2 separate regions of the Sus scrofa genome follow, and region 2 is linked to region 1. Evidence: chromatin contacts called from public HiChIP or PLAC-seq data. All regions are on one chromosome and are shown on one strand. Each heading gives the region's core, a stretch centred on a gene start, on an enhancer-like site or on the middle of the called end of the contact. The rest is flanking DNA. Distances are from core to core; before and after follow the strand shown.

Evidence for each region. HiChIP or PLAC-seq counts read pairs in DNA pulled down with a chosen protein or histone mark.
Region 2: an H3K27ac HiChIP or PLAC-seq map of skeletal muscle shows a contact between it and region 1, with 2.8 times the contacts expected there. The contact joins two enhancer-like sites. A contact is called at or near these places in 1 of 47 Hi-C or Micro-C datasets (heart right ventricle) and 1 of 2 datasets of contacts at active chromatin or transcription factors (skeletal muscle).

What each region holds. Positions count from the first base shown.
Region 1 is chr11:10,574,595-10,580,126 of Sscrofa11.1, reverse strand. It overlaps LOC102159559 (a long non-coding RNA gene), which reads left to right. Exons shown (of 18, transcript XR_002336491.1): 13 at 4,739-4,957. Among named protein-coding and RNA genes, the nearest start is that of RFC3, 430 kb to the right of the region's middle. Within about 2 kb of position 2,491, at least 6 of the 83 cell types and tissues checked have an H3K27ac peak or open chromatin away from gene starts, as enhancers often do. A contact at or near this core is called in skeletal muscle, where this site is marked.
Region 2 is chr11:10,910,418-10,915,949 of Sscrofa11.1, reverse strand. All of the region lies in intron 7 of LOC102159559 (a long non-coding RNA gene), which reads left to right. Among named protein-coding and RNA genes, the nearest start is that of NBEA, 170 kb to the left of the region's middle. Within about 2 kb of position 2,954, at least 24 of the 83 cell types and tissues checked have an H3K27ac peak or open chromatin away from gene starts, as enhancers often do. A contact at or near this core is called in skeletal muscle, where this site is marked.

The sequences.
Region 1 (5,532 bases), core at 1,242-3,741:
CTCATCAAGGTGACTAATTTCAGAGGAAGTCTGAGGGTCTGGACTGGGAGATTGGCATTTGGTGTCACTGAACAAACAGCAGGCAGATGTTAGCAGGAGTTCTATTTAGGGTGGTGTTTTCCTGGAAGTCTGTCAAGGAGTTTTCCAACTAAAATTAACTTTGTAGCATCTGAGCCAGAAACACAAGCTGTGCTTCACTCTCATCTTCCTATGTGAACTCCTGAGTGTGTGTGTGTGTGTGTGTGTGTGTGTGTTAAGGATGCAGCCAGATATAAAAAGGGCTTTGGTGAATTGTAAGGGTAGCATTGTGTTTAAGGAGGCATCTTTCAGAAGAACGTCCCCTGTGTGTAGCTCAGTACAGGACGTGCGTGTGGCTTTCTGAATTGCACTGAATTGAAAGTAGAAGCCCACTTTGGCCAGGTTTACACCAGGGAGTGTACTCAGTCACCAGCAAGAGTGGTTACGACCCTGGTGATAGCACATCTGTCCTCATCTGGGAAATGGTGGTAAAAGATGGGGCGTTGAGGGCTCTTGGAACTAGCGGCCAGAAGCCGTGGCTGTTTCTGAGGCTGACTCTGCAGGTAGAGCCTCTCTTCCCAGAACTGCTCCCTGGGGGCTCCACTCTTCGGATTCCACTATAGACTTCCTTGCCTTCTGGCTTGCATATGGTCTGGTCCGTGGCAGGGGTGAGCTGGGCTGGGCTTTTCCATACAGTCTTGCTTTGGATGGGCTCTGTCCCTTTCCTGGAGCCCACCCTCCTGTCAGGGTCCTCTCAGGCAACTGCTGTCTCTTCTTGCCTCTTCAGGCCTGGGGATGGTAGGAGCATCCCCTTTACCTGATTAATACACATATTTAAGAAAAAATTGTTTGTAATGAGCAAAGAAATGCAGGCCCAATTGCTTCCGCTGTGTGACAGCCTCTGATCCTCTCCCCACTGATGTCCCTACCCTTTCCGCCTTCGTAATAATTCCGTTTATTTACAAGTATCACCATTGCTGGCGAGGAGGCTCTGATAACACAGGTAAACTGGGGTTGTAGAATCCTAAGGCGAGTCCGCTAACCTAATCACGTGTGATTATCCTCCATCGGAATTTATGTAGTGCCAGCCTTCCCCCTCACAGGAAGTTGTAAGAGCAAAATGAGAAAGTGGAAAAAAGAGGCTCCGGATAAGTTAAAATAAAAATGCAGCTCAAAGGCTAGGGGCTCATGCAACTTATGCGATGACATCGCTTTGTCTTCGCAGCCCTGATAACAGGCAGGGTAAACTACTTAGTCACTAGCAATCCCAAGAAAGTGTATCCTGTGCTTCTTTCTGGGACATTTTTCATTAGACAGCATCTTGCTTTTTACCCGCAATTCAGCCGAGCATGGAAAATGTTGCACACAAATTCCTCACTTCATCAGAACATTTTCTCCCTTGGCCGGATGCCCTCCATTTTTGTGGACACAGATGTCCAGTGGCTGAGACAGATGCATCACACTAGTAATCAGCGAGTACAATAAAACCACACTTGACTTTGTAGAGGGTAGAGGACAGCTCACCTGTGTTCTGTTTCCTGACCCAATTCAAAGAAGAGGTTCCCTCGGCCTTCCAGGGCACAGCCTGTCCTGCTTGGCTCAGACCATCCACGGGGTGCCTCAGCGCCCGGCATCCGTGCTGCTCTGCGACACACGTGCCCCCGGGCCACTTCCTCGCATCCCTGTGTCCTGGCCATGGGCTGCTCCGTGACAGGAGTGCCCAAGGAGGCAGGGGGGCATCTAAAGGTCCCCGTGAGCACATGTGAACACAGGGTTAGGTCATTCCACCCTGATTTTTTTGGGGTTCTTTACATACATTTTCCAGAATTGCTATTTGGTTTGTCATCTGCCCCCCCCCGCCCCCGGGTCTGATCTTTTAAGAAAAATTCAGGCTCTCAGATCTACCTCATGAGCTGTGGACTCTCACAGGTTGGTCTGACCTGTGCAAGAGCGCAAGGTGTAAAGCATCGCAGGTTGATGCTTCCACGTTTACTGCTGTCCCTTCTTCAAGGAATCTTAAGGCCAGGACTCTTCAAAGTTCTTGGACCTTCGTGCTATGGTTTGGTAGTGACTTCTAGGTCTTTGCATGGCCGTGCATTCGAGAGTAGGAAACTAGAGATTTAGGACAAAGGGGCTTGTAGCTTATCGGGGTGTTCTGCGAAGTTCCGTGTCCTCCTTACAGAGCCAGGCAGGGTGATTGGGTGTAGAAGCCTCCCCCACCTCATCCCTCTAAGGCTCGAGGATGGTATGCAGTAGTCTCAGTAACGCTTCCCGGCAATGCCCATGACACCGTTTCCCATCTCGCTTCTGGAATAACCTCTCCACGTCACCCTGTCTCTGCTCCCTCCTCCTTAGCCATAGCAGTAGGAAGGATGCTGTGTGCTTCTCGTCCCTTCAGGCTTCCTGGAGAGTCTGCTCCCTCTCCCGATAGCGGTTCAGCTTTACCCTGATGATCTGGGCAAACGCAGTGAAGCATGGTGGCACCTCGCTGGCGTGGTCTGTCAGCTCGCCTAGAATAGAATCTCCGTCAGGGCTGTTTGCCTCCTGTGGCCGCTCCAACTGGCAAACAGGTTGAGTCTCCCCCTCAGCAGCTGGCTCCCATCTGCCCCCTATTGGTCTGCAAATGTGATCCTGTTTTAACTCCAACTTGCAGCAGAGACATGAACAGCCACGAAAGCCATGTGGATTTGAAACTGTGCCTTGTGAAAGTGACACTTTAGTTCAGTCATTTAAAGCCAGTATCTCGGCCAGTTTCATTAAGACGCCCCATGTGCCGATGGCAGATGATTGAAGCCAATACGTTCCCTTGACTCTAAGGAGACTGGAGAAGCCACTCAGTTGAGTACACGAGGCCTTTTAGTTTCTCTAACAACCCTGCCCCCACCCCCCACAAGTGGCCAGGACCTGGTTCAGGATATATGTTCTCCTCTGAAATCAGTTACTAAGCAGGCTGCAGATCCACGCAGGGACCATCCAGGAGAGACCAGCGTGCATACTGGTCATGCTTAGCTCAGAGCAGGACTTTGTGAGTTCCTCCCTCTGAAAACGGTGAATGCACAGGTTAAAACCCACAGCCCTATCTCGGAACCACTTTCCCTGCTTTAAGATAACAGCACAGGTGACAGACGTCCTGCAGCCCTTCTTCAGAGCAGACAGACGGACTAGAGGAATCTGTCAGGGTCTACCTCGTTCTGGAACTCAGCCTGTCGGATTTAGTTTGCAAATCCCTCTTGTACCAAGTGCATGTGATAGGATCTTTGGGGTTAATAATAAGAATAGAGCAAAGACGAGGCAGAGGAACATCTGATTTTGGTTATCAAACAACACAGTAGTTCCTTGTCACCCTGCATCGTGTAGGTGGACAGGGACAGGGGTCTAAGGGCCACCTCCTTGTCCCCTCAAGGGGGTTAATATAGGACTGTCATCAAGCCATAGTTAACAGTGAGCAGAGCCCACGAGAGTATAAGGCGCACACATTTGTCCTCTGTTAACCTTGGCACTAGACCTGTAAACTAAAAGATCTTTGAAAAAATTGTGGTATTCAATAAATGGAAGATTCTGAAATCATGCGATTTCCTTCCGTTCACCCAGGTTCTGAATTGCCGCCTGAGGAGTGACCATCCCTGGCCAGGGCGACTCTGCTTTTGTTTGATTCCTGGTGCCATTTGCTGTTACAGATCCCAACTGGCCAGGATCCTGGGGTCAAGTTCTAGAATGCAAAAGGAGAGTGTGCTCGCAAATCCTTGGGAGGGACCGTGGCAGGAGGTTGGAGGCGCAGGCAGCCTCTTTGGTCTGTTTCTCACCTTTCGTAAAACTGATGATATGAGCATGACGCTATTTACAACCTTAAGGACACTGAAGCATATGTAATGCATTCCCCTCAACAGAATAGTGTCTAAGCAGGCATTCTGGAGATTTCATCACACAGGATTGATGTGATTATAATTAAGAGGATTGGCAGAGTTAGTTCCCTGAAAAAAAGGCTTGACCCAGGTTAACACTCGGATGTGAATAATTATTTCTCTAATTAAAAAATAGAGGAGCAATGTACTTTCTTTGCTGATGCTCCACCCTGTCTCCTAAACCCAACCCTACCTCTTGGGGTCTGTTCTCATGTACACATTTAGATCATGTATATTAAATACGGAGATTATCCTTGCCCCCTGATGGTCCTGTTGCTGAGATGTGCAAAGATTTGTGGATGGGTTGCCACCGGTTTTCTTTTTCTGGTGGCTACTTCGATGCCTCGGTTTTAAAAGCTCAGTCCTCGTGCTTTGGAGCTTTTAAGATTCCACTTCTAGAACCTTGTACTTGGGATCTGCACTATCCTGGGAAGAAGAAAAACCCATGACCTTTAAGAGACAAATTTGGACTCTGGGGGGATCCTCATTTAAGCTTCCAGAAAAGCACTACCGCATGGGCTGACAATCATGCGCCTTCTACAAAACACTTCCTCTGCTGCTGAAAGAAAATACCTAATTACCAGAGCACTTGTCACTTTACATGATGTACAGGTGATGTGGGAAATGAGGCACAGTCACAAAAAGCAACAAACATTCCCAAATACGCCTGCCTCATCTGTGCTTCCTGAGGAGCCCAACGCCCTTTTGGAGACCTGTCCGTAGCAGCATTTTCAGTGACTCCCAGACCTGCTTACATTTGGCTTTGACAGAATTCAGTTTCCTTGTCAATTAAAAGTGACAAATTTCGCTTCTTGTAGGGCAGACAAACATGAGCCAGTGTGAACCAGAGGAAGACCTGAGACTTTGGATGAATCAGAATCAGCCAAAAAAGTTCATCTGGCAACTCCTGCGAACTGACCGTCATCCAGAGGAACAGCTGTGATGTCCACAGGGCACCCAGGCATTCTGAAGAGCCACTGGCATTGAGAAAGGGGCAGTGACATTTCCCCCAGCCTGTCCTTCCTTCCCGGCTCCTGGTAAGAAGGGCCAGTGCCATCCACCACTGCCCATTTGTCCAGGACCACCTCAAGACAGATGTTTGTCCTTTGCAGCTGTTATTTTTAGAGGCACAGTGTCTGGAAGGGATATCCATTTACCGGTTATTCATTTTGCTTTCTGCTTCAGGGATGTTGATAAAGAGTGTGGATCTAAATAATTGCTTCCCCTCAGCCAACTCACAGAAGGTGTCCTGGTGCATTTTATGTCCTGAGGGCAAGTGAAAATTATGTGTCATGTGTGGCAATTATTTTCTGTGTTGCTACTCCATTCCTGGCAGATGGATGTGTCAAGCGGGTGACTGTTTATCGACCAGAGGGGGGAGGGGCAGGGTGGGGGCAGCTGGGGAGGGAGGTGAGAAATTCCTAGTTCTTTTCTTCCACCGAGCTAATTCCTTTCAAGCAGATACTCCGATTTCATATGAAGTAAAGCTCTCTGCATAGTCAAATTGATCTGCTTTTCTCGGATATTTTCCTAAGTAGAGTTTCCACTAAGATGAGCTTAACTAATGATGGAAAGAATGTAATCCATCTGTGAAAAACTCTTAATCTTCATA
Region 2 (5,532 bases), core at 1,705-4,204, 340 kb before region 1:
GGAACCGTTTTCATGATCAACTACTTTCTCACTAATTCTGCTTAATGCAAGTTGAGTAGATCTACAGTGATAAGCACTGAAATGATTATAAAATGCTCTGATCCTAAGGAAATTGTATGTAATTAACTACTAAAGATTTAGTTTTACTCACCTAAATAGTCTTCTATTTATTTTATTTTTTTGTGATGAAACATTTTAAGAATCAGCTAGAAGGTAAATTCTCCCACCCAAACCATTGAGTCTCCCATTTGGTGTTTCTTGTTTTTCCCCATCTGTTGACTCTTGGCGTCTCCCCTGCTACTCCTGGTCCCCACCTGGCCCCGTCGTGATTCTTCTGTTGAGCGTCTGTCTCCATGGAGACTGACTGCTCACAGGGAGGAGCAGAGTACAGCATCCAGCTGCGAACGTCACCAGACTCTCCGTGGATCAGTCTCAGTTTGATTTCGGTGCAGAGAGGAGGAAAAGTTACCTTGTCTTCAGAGGAGCATAAATGTGTTTGGGACCTAAATTCTTCCCTCCGTGTGGGTTCTCCACATGCAGCTTGCTAACACCCCGAGAGGAGAGCTGGGGAGCCATCTGTTCCTCCTGCTTCAGTGTCAGGCGAGCCTTGACAGTTGCCGGGAGGACGCAAAGGGGAAGGAGAGGGGGGACAGAAGAAAAGAGAAGAAAATTAAAGGTTCTCTGAGAAATTTACACCAGCAATCCAACTGTGCAGAGGAAAGGTTAACTAGAAACTCGGGAAAGATATGGTAACTGGGTATATACTCCTCCATAAAATACACAATTGTTCCAAATAGAAAAGGACTAAAATCCATAAAAAATTTGTCCCTTAATGTCTAGAGGAACTGGGTCATTAAAAAATGTCAGGAAAATTGCTTATTTTACAGAGAAGGCACACAGGTTTATAGGAAAGCATAAAATCATTGAAAGCCTGTTTTGGGGGCAGTGTCTCACTCATGCTTTGGATGTTATGGCCCTTTTATTTGTTTCTACCAAGAGTAATACTTCTCACAAATGTCTGGACAGTTCTAAAATTAGGTTTTTAGACCTGCATAAAAAGCTCTAGATGCCTATGTGATACATAATAGTGTTAAAGTTTAAATTAAGAAATTGAAAATATGTGGAAGACATTGAGCCAGTGTCACTTCTTACAATTTCTGGGTATCAAAATCACTCTGATAGTGGAGGCACCAGAACTGAGAGCCAAATTCTTTTCTCTTCTAAACAGACTTGTACGGAAAAACATTATTAACTTCCAGGTGTGCACTGGTGTCTCTGGACACCTGGTTAAATCCAGGATTTGGTTTTCAGTCACTCTATCACACTGGGATTCACTCCAATTTGTATCTATAGCTCTTTGAATTATTGCTTTTTTTAAAATTGGGCATTTTCCTGCAGTTTAGATCTTTACCTTCTATATATACAGAAAGAAGCATCTCTAAAACAATAATGAATGACGTGTAATTTGTTTTATGGTATACAGAAGCTCTCATAATATACTTGGCTTCATCTGGGTCTCAAAAGAAGGTTGAGAGATAGGAATAGTTATAATAACCAAGGCTCAGATAGGTTATTTGTCCAAGGTTACACAGCTAATAAGTGCCAGACCTCAAACCTAGTTGTTTTCACTCCAGAGTCTGTGCAGGGCTACATACTGATTAATAGTTTCGTGATGCCAAGCTCGGGTGCTTTTGCTTTAAAGAGCCACTCAGGTGTTAGCCTATAAATCACTAGGGAAAAGAAACAGGATTCTGTCATTCTTTGGGAATGGTGCTTCAGTACCTTTGTGTGCTGTGTGCTCTCCAGGATAAAGAGAATTCCAGCTGGACTCACCACAAGACAATAATTCCTATGAATTTTCTAGGAATGAAAATTTAAAAAAAAAAGTCTTTACTTTCAGCACTGTATTTTTTTTTTTTTTTGTATTTATGCAGTGCCTGCAAAAAGCAAGTAACCTGAAATAAGTGAGCCTTAGAATCGCAGAGTCTTAACAAAGCTGTTTTTCTCTGCGTTAGTGGAGGAGTGCCTGTTACAGAGTTAAATCTGTTTAGGCAGGCTCATGGCTCCATGGGCTAGGCAGCCGCACAGGCTTTTCCATGTGATTTTGTCAGCTATGATCTGGGGCTAGGTCATTCCCATCCTTGTGCTTAATAGTGCCAGTGGGCAATAAGAAAGCCTGTTCAATCACTTAATGACTATTAGGACTAATTTATCATTTAGTTTTCAAATTGTGAATAATTTAGCAGACATTAAATATTTTCTGTACCAAACATCCTGTTCAGAAGATACAAGAAAGGGTAAAACTTTCTCCTTGGCATTTGGGAATTCCTCTTGTGGCTCAGTGGGTTATGAACTCAACAGTATCTATGAGGATTCGGGTTCAATCCCTGGCCTTCTTCAGTGAGTTAAGGATCCTGTGCTGCGTGAGCCGTGGTGTAGGTCAAAGATGCGGCTTGGATCCTGTGTTGCTGTGGCTATGGTGTAGGCCAGCAACTACAGTTTTAATGGGACTCCTAGCCTGGGAACTTCCATAAGCCAAGGTTGCAGCCCTAAAATGCAGGAGGAAAAAAAAAAAAGCTTGTCCCTAGTGTTAAAGAGCTTATTGTCTAGTAAATTTGCCACCCATATGAACAATAAATCCTACTACTAATGCCTATTTCTGAGATTTTGAAAAAGAGAAGTTGAAACACTGGGAAGTTATTAAAACCTGGTTGTTTAAAATTACAGGAACGGATGACAGACGTAGGAAAGAGATCTTATATGTCCACCAGGCTGATCTCCGACGCTTGACTACCTTGTTAAATATGATTGCATCATTTCAGGATGAAGGGTAATGCTGATTATTGGCTAATTTTGGCTCACTCTGCTTCATTATCAAGTGCACTTCCTGAGAGCCCTGTGTTTCCTGGTTGAAGTGTGGCTGATGACGTACTTGTAACCAAGGGGCTCGGTTCAGCCCAAGGGCTTCTCTCTGAGTAACAGAGAGCAGGCCAAGTAAACAAGCACTTGGCTGTGCTGTGTCTACGGGAAGGAATGCAAAGATTAATTCACCGGCCCTAATATCTTTAATCCAATGATCCACAAACAAAACAATGCCATTTGGATTTCAGTAACGGTAATGGCACAACAGTTGTTGACTTCTATTAGTGTGTAATTAACCCTGTAGTGTGTCAAGATGACAGTAGTAATTTTCTGTTCATTCAGGAATGTCGACAGACCTCAGTTTTCTAACCAGTCTTGTTATATCCTTCGAATGCTTTGATGTTTAATGTCAACATTTATGATCACATTGACAGCTAACAGTGATAGCTGTACTTACGACGTTTCACAGAGCATTTATTTGTTTATTTTATCCTCAAAGGGTTTCAAGTTCAAAGCAAAGCTGCAGTGTGGGATTTGGAGATGGCAATGGTGGGGGTTGGGGGGTAGTGAGGGGAGAGATGGGTAGTCAGTCCATCAAGCCAGTGCTTCCAGATTTAGGACTCTCTCATCTGGCTTGTGTGGCTGTCATTCCAAAGATGATTTGAATCAGCCTACCGTGCTTCCTTACATGAAGCCTGTCCTGAATGATCCAGTTATCTCTCTCTCTGTCAGGTCCTTTCTAATCTACACCTGTCAATTTCTGAGTTTTCCAGAGCATTGTTGCAACTTTCGTCACTGTCATGGGCCTGTCATGTCCACATTAATATGTGCTCCAAGCCACTTCCAGAGCACAGAATGCTGTAGTTACAGGGTCTTATAGGAATATGTGCCTTCAGTACACGGGGACCTCTCTTCCCAGGGTTCCTTCTCTCCTGGCCTCGAGCTCTCACACCATGGTGGACCTCATGAGGTACCCCAGGTACCATGTTCCCTGTTGTAGCTCTTCCATGCAGGAAAAAGACCAAGCCTGCCTCATGCTCTACCTGTGGTACCTTTCAGTGCCATCCTCAAAACTCAAAGCCACTAAAGTAAGGCAGAGGCCACAGGTCCTAGCTAGGCTGCAAGACGGCATGGCATGTCTTTTCTTTCCCTCTTGGTTTTCCAAAAGCTTGGGGCCTCACACAAATAGGTGATGAATTTCCGAAGTCTCTATCTGAACCCTCAGCAGCCCATACTGTTCCGAGGAGGCCAGAGAGTTGTTTTTATTAGTAATGGCCCCAGTGTTCACCAATGTGTAATACACAATTAGTAGTCATCGAATGGAGTGGAAGTTATTGGCCTTTAAGGCCTTAATTGAACCTCTCTTTGTGTTCAGAGCACTGGTTCATATATCAATGTAAAGTTTGTCAAATTCTTGAAAACTTTTGGGATCATTTGATAAAAATGAGCAGAGATGGTAGCTCAAATTGTTTTCTGGGTAATAGATCTTGTTTAGGCTTTTTTCCCTAGTGCAGCTTGAAAACCACCTGACAGTAATTAAATTATTCTAACATCTCACTCCCACCTCCCACATACGTTTTCCCCTTTTGTTTTGTTATTTGGTGGTGTGTGCAATTATCTCCTTTTAAGAAACAAGCATAGCCACCCACAACTACACGTGCTAACTGTGAATCTGAACTTGTGGCAATGAGAAGGAGGCATCCTTTTCCCTTTTTCTCACAGGTTGTAAACTGGTTATTCACATTTTCTTTGATGAGAATTTTAAACACCGAGCTCTGTCTTCATAAGCACATACAGCAGATGGTTAGGAATGCTGTGCGATAAGGAAAGCTGGCCGATTTCTTTAGTTATTTTTACCTCCTGAACACATTCCAAAGAAATGCAATGGCATATTTTAGGGCGTGTCTCTACAAGACCTCTCTCCTTAAATATGAATCTAATTTGCTGATGTGTTCACTTTAAGATGGATTCATTTGGGGGATGTCTCCTCTGTAAGTGATCTTGTAGCATTTTCATATAAAATTAGACTTCTGTTGAAAGCTCTCCTGGGTGTTGCTGCCTAGGAATTAACCCAGCTGTTCCTTCTTTTCACTCAGGCAGACTCTGAGACAGGAGGAAATGAAGCACGATGTTTAGATGACCTCTAATGACCTTTATGCGCATTATCTGTGTGATGAGATAATCTGCATAGTGGAAGAAAGAAGTTTCCAGGTCACTGATGTGCTCTGTGAACTAACTTCACCATTCACTAGCTTGGGGGCTTCAGTCATGCTGTTTAGACTCCATGTTTTCCTTGTAAAATGGGATAACCATTGCTACCTCCTTGGATCTGTGAGGATAAAAAGACATTAGGATGGAAAGCCCCCCCCCCAAGAGTGCTTCGTAAAAAATACTGATGCTGGTGGACAAATGATAAAAGAAATAGGAACATATGTCTGGTTTTTTTTCCTGCTGCAGAGACATCGCAAAGATTCTTCCTTTAGGGAGAGTCCTCTGATACCCAGCAATGCTATGGAGAGCTTCTGCTCAATGGAAAATGCTCCTTGAACTTGTATTCTCTCTTACTATGCTCCCTTGTCCCCAGCTATTGCTTTCAGAGAACATGCAGGCTGATAAATTGACTCCAAAGTTGTAGATTCAGCGGAGGTTAGAATAATAGACTATTGGAGT